Linked DNA regions of Cricetulus griseus: region 2 is linked to region 1. The links are chromatin contacts, called in public Micro-C maps. All regions are on one chromosome and are shown on one strand. Each heading gives the region's core, a stretch centred on a gene start, on an enhancer-like site or on the middle of the called end of the contact. The rest is flanking DNA. Distances are from core to core; before and after follow the strand shown.

Evidence for each region. A called contact is a pair of places that touch in the nucleus more often than the background predicts.
Region 2: a Micro-C map of the CHO-K1 cell line shows a contact between it and region 1, with 3 times the contacts expected there. The contact joins two enhancer-like sites. A contact is called at or near these places in 2 of 8 Hi-C or Micro-C datasets (both in the CHO-K1 cell line).

The regions. Positions count from the first base shown.
Region 1 is chr5:24,401,414-24,404,113 of CriGri-PICRH-1.0, forward strand. All of the region lies in intron 2 of Pbx1 (pre-B-cell leukemia transcription factor 1), which reads left to right. Among named protein-coding and RNA genes, the nearest start is that of Pbx1, 110 kb to the left of the region's middle. Within about 2 kb of position 1,343, at least 1 of the 6 cell types and tissues checked has open chromatin away from gene starts, as enhancers often do. A contact at or near this core is called in the CHO-K1 cell line, where this site is marked.
Region 2 is chr5:24,494,969-24,497,668 of CriGri-PICRH-1.0, forward strand. The region is part of intron 2 of Pbx1 (pre-B-cell leukemia transcription factor 1); the gene reads left to right. Among named protein-coding and RNA genes, the nearest start is that of Pbx1, 210 kb to the left of the region's middle. Within about 2 kb of position 1,368, at least 2 of the 6 cell types and tissues checked have open chromatin away from gene starts, as enhancers often do. A contact at or near this core is called in the CHO-K1 cell line, where this site is marked.

The DNA.
Region 1 (2,700 bases), core at 93-2,592:
ACACAGAGATATCAAAGGAGACATGGAAGTAGAACTTCCTGGGCAAAGAAAAGGAATGAGCATGAGGAAATGGGTCTTCCTACTATGTAGGGTTGGATATGAATAGTGATGGAATAAGACAGCATAAATTAGGTTCAGATTCTGGAGAGGAGATGAAAGATGCCTAAAGTGGTTAATTCATTCATTTTCTGAAAACCCCATGCATTTAGTATTTCTTGTCCCGAGTCTCAGAAAATGTGTCTGATGGTGAACACACTCATGTCTGAAGCAGAACTTCCTAATGCAACATAGCATCTTGCATGGCAGGTGGGATTCTAAGATTAGACATGGAGAACTTTGTGGATTTCGGAAAGACAAAGTGAAAGACAGTAGCCAATAAAACTCTTCACTGTATACAGAGTCATCTGTGTTTAGAGGGCAAGGGAAATCCTTGCTTGGTGCATGTAAAAGTAACCAACAAGGCAAAATGGAATGTCCTCAGATGAACTCAGCTCCTGAGATTGACATTCTTCCAATAGATGGCTGGTAGTGGGCAGCCTCACTCTGGGCAGCATCAGAGGCATCGTCCCTGTCTCTATAACTGATGCACTTTGAGATTACCAAGCACAATTCATTTGGCAGTGAAAGAAGAGAGTGTTGTGTGATTGCTGTCCTTATGGAAGAACTGTTTTTCTGATGAACAAAGCTGTTGGCTTTTTCTACGTGACCACTTGGAAACTAGCTGGTAGCTAGGCCTCCAGCAAAACATCTTTAGAACTGGTCACTCCATTGCCATAAGCTCTTAGGGGGAAGCCAACCCCATCCCCTGGCACTCTGAACTATGGTTTGTAATTTATTTGTTTTCACTGGCCAATTTGTCCACTAACAATTATCCAAGTCAAGCTAAATATGGCAGTTTTTTTCTACAAAAGATAATGCTATCTGAAAATCAGCAGATACCAACATAATCCTAAGATGAACCTTAAGCATACCCTCTCCACAGGCCCCTCTCTGACCCAGTTCTGCAGGGTCATTTTTATGGACTTCTCGGTTTTTCTTCTGAGGTAATGGCAGGCATTGCAAATTCCATTTCTGTTTACCTGCACCTACAAAAAAGCCAGTGTGAGGAACACGTCTTCCTATAGGCAGGGTGGGGACAAATGAAATTCAAATTCTACGTGCATCTTCTTATATCAAGACCAATGTTTTGGGAAATGGCTTGCCAATAAGCAGAGAAACCAGTCATAGATTTTCCTTCCAGCACTCTCCCTCCTCCTGAAGTTTACACAGGTCTTCACACTCTTAATTAACCACATCAAATAATTTGTTTCCTGGGCTGGGCTAGCAGGGCGATGTCTTTTTATTTGGGTGATGAATGACGAATGATGATTCAGCAGGGAATGATTCAGGCGAGGAGATGGAGGGCTACAAAGCCCTCACCAAACTCTTTGCACATTGGAAGGACTAAGATAGTTAATGAGACTGTTAATGAGACAGTCTGCTGCTCTGGACACTCGAGGAAGATGTCAACAGCAGGGGTTGGGGACCTCGGGAGACTTGGGAAATGGTGATAGAATGTAAAGACTCCTCTCAAAACAGGCCGTAGGACACAGTGTGAGCAGCCTTCTGGACATTGACTACAGGGGACAACTCGCTTTGGCCTTTTTATTTATAAAGTCACAATCAGATCCCAGGAGACTACAAAGAACAGACCAAATGCAAAGCCCTTGCACCTGACAAATACTGCTTTTGTAAGAAAACGTAAAATTGGGTTGTGTGCACTTGGCAGATTTAACCAGTTGAAGGACAGTTTTTTACAGCCTTATGTTTTCGAGTTATTTTCTATCGTTACCTAGAATGAATCTTCCCTCCTCTGAGTTGCCCTGGAGGCTTGCTTATGTCCTAATTGGTCTTCACCCCTAGAAGTCGTCTTTCAGGCAACTCTTATCAGCCCTCCTTTTAAAGATGTCTGTTTGGAGGCTCTGAGGATGTGGTACCTGGATTCCACAAATTGTCTTCAACTCCATGCCCTTGAGGGTGCTGCTGCTTTTAACCCACTGGTCTGACCTCAACTGTGCCAACCTATGATAGAAATATTGGTGGCTGTGTGGCTACGTCAGTTAATGGTTCATCATTCTGAACATAAGTGAGATCTGTTTGTTACCCTTCCCTGTGTGGAAGTCTAGTCTACCCAAATGTGGCTGGTTGAGTAGACCTCGATGTACCCACCAGGTTGATGTTTTCTAAGAATCTATCACTTAGTTGCTTAAAAAAAATCATGAGCTTGAAAATCATAAAGCAAATATTTGTAACATTTGTGTTCATTTTTTAAAACTGTATTTATTTTTATTGTGTGTGTGTGTGTGTGTGTGTGTGTGTGTGTGTGTGTGTGTGTATGTGTGTGTATGCATGTACACCTGTGCTACAGTGCGTGTGTATGGAAGTGAGGTGACTACTTGGTGGCTTTCCTTCCATGTTTACCTGAGTTTCAGAAAGAGAATGTGGGCTCTTAGGCTTGCTCAATAAGGCTTACCTGCTGAGCCCTCACATCCATCTTTTCAAAGGTATAGCCTTCCTTTTGGGGAATTTCTGAAAGGAATCTCATAGGTTATAGGTTCTGTTTTGTTTTGTTTGTTTGTTTTTGAAATTCTCTTCATTTGTTTTTATTTCTGCATATATGTATATATATATATATATATATATTCTGCATATATAATCTAT
Region 2 (2,700 bases), core at 118-2,617, 94 kb after region 1:
GTCTCGTTTGTCTGTCTTTCCCATGCAACCATTTGTCCATGTCAGGAATGCCTTTAGTCATTGTATTTGTGTGTCATCAGTATCCGTCTAGGACATAGTACCCACTCAGGGAATGGTTTGTGAAAGTGTGTATATAGCGCGCGCGTGTGTGTGTGTGTGTGTGTGTGTGTGTGTGTGTGTGACAAAGCACAACCTTGGCTATCATTCCTCGGGAATCCTGTCTCTACCTTTTCATCTTGCTTTTTGAGACAGAGTCTATAACTCATCAATTAGTCTAGACCTGTTGGCCAGTAGGCCTCTGGGGATTTACCTGTCTCTGCCTCCCTTCCCAGTGCTGAGATTACAAGAGTATACCCCTCCCCCTACCAATGGGTTCTTAGGGATTGAACTCAGGTTTCCATGCTTATAAGGCAAGTACTTTTTGTAAACTTAATCAACCAGCCTACTTTCAATAATGCTTTTTTTTAAGTGTAATGGATAAACAAATTAAGTATATTTCATAAAAAAAGGAACTGGTCCATGAATGAATTGCTATAAATCTCTAGGCATTGATCACAGTTCACCAGAGCTGGGCTCCTTTTCCTCTTCCATCCCTGCCTTTCTTTGTGGGAGCAGAGAATGTCAATCCCCAAGAATCTGGGTGTGGCTCAGGTGTAAAGGGCATGGTCACCCCTGCAGAACCATATGGTTGATGAGACAAGGTGCTGTGATGTGATCCAGAAGGGACATGGTGTAGTACTCTGTCCTCAACGCTAGGACATCTGTCCCTGTCATGCCTCTTGATCCAGAGACATTCTGTGAGTTATTTTATCTCCCTCTCCTAAAAAGACTCCCCCCACCCGAGTCCTCTTTCCCTCCTTAAACTCTGCTCTTTGGTTTCTAGGGAAATCATAGTTTCTTAAAAATCAGCATATTCTTCAAATGGATGAATTCTACCCCTAGGGATTTCTTTTCCTTGTAAACTTAAATTAATTTGTCACTGAAAGAAAAATCCAAAAGCAACTACAGTGAATTTTACACACCAAAGCAAAGCAATAGAAGTGACTGCAAAATTTTAAACCAATCTGAGCACTAGGGAGTCTTTGCTGTATAAGGATTAAGTCTCTCCTCTTTCATTGTGAAGAATTTAGGAATCTGAGACCAGTGTGTCCACCCTTATGTATGCGAGCTGGAGCTTCAACAGCTGGGCCAACATTTCAGACTGAATGCCTGTATTGGATTCGTGGTCTTACGTTTTTGTGCACTCCAAGTGCCCTATACACATCAGGGAAACAAGGGAAAGCTGCCATTCTCAGATGGTGGCTATGTTTCATTCACCACATAAATTGCGTAAATGCTTAGCAATCAGATGAGTAACTGGAGAAACCATTCCTTGACGTTTGCTTTAGCATCTTTGAAACAGTCTCAGGGGTGTTTGGGTCATGAGACTAATGGCAATGCTACTTTTCATGAGGAAAACCTGAGTAGTTAGTCACAGGACACCAGCGCCCACTACAGTGTTTCTGGAGTGTAGGCACAGGACCAAGCACAGGACCACAGGAGTGACCTGCAGGAGGGAAGAATTACAGAAATGCCTGCTTCTTGTTTTGTACACACACACACACACACACACACACACACACACACGCACGCACGCACACTGTATTCCTATCACTTAACTTCTGGACAGATGATCCACCACATGTCATGGCCATCCAGAGTTTTAAAACCATTAGTATTGTCATTGGCCTAAAGTAGAAGTCTCTAGATCTGGACCAATCACTGTATCTCGGGATCCTGGCTAGAAGAAGGGCCGATTAAGGGCGATTCACACTGCTTATGTTCCATTCACACTGCGTTGTGTAATCTTAAGCTAGTTGCTTTATTTTCTAATGTCATCATGGCTCCAGTGCCCATTTAGAGGTAACTTTCAAAGATGAGGTGTTTTATAGCATTTTAACTTTGCTGTAGGGAGAAGGAATATATGTTCTACAAATATTATAGAACCTTGACAGAAGAGCTAGGCACATCGTTCATTGGAGCCATCAAGCTGCCTTTCTCTACACTGTTTCTGAGAGCTCAGAGGTCATCTTGGTGGCAGAGGGATGGTGATGGAGTTCTGTTTTGCAAAGCAGAAAGAGAGCCAGGAACTAAAAGGTCATCCTAGCCGGGATGCTGAACTTGAAAACCAAGGTGTGGTACCAGCTGATCATCACTGTGCTATCAGGAAGAGCAGCATCCAGCTCCATCTTCCAGCATTGGAAGCAAAGGGAGATTCACCTTTCAAGAGGACTGTGGCCCTTACTGTAACTTTTGGAGGTGTGGTAGTCGAAGAATTCTGTGAATTTTTTGTCTATGTTAGGACAGAAGGGGGTATTTTTGAAGCTGTGGAAATGACACCATGCTATCAGTTTTACTGGTGTAACTTGTTTAGGAAAAACAGAAAGGAATTTTGTAAAAGGCAGCAGAGAAGCTGACATTGACCTCTACCCTGTGAGACTACAGGCTGCCCCTTAATGTCTGTTTGTCCACCCCGCTACCTGGGCACCAGTGGAAACAGCTGTGAGACCAGAAGAGGGGAGAAGGAACCCCAACTTAATTTACCTGCAGAGCTAGTTCTGTGTCCTGTGTACTTCAGTTCAAGCACCAGCAAAAAAAGGCTTAGCCCCCCATTACCATCTATGGAGCATTCACAGCAACCACACTAAATTTTGTAAGTTG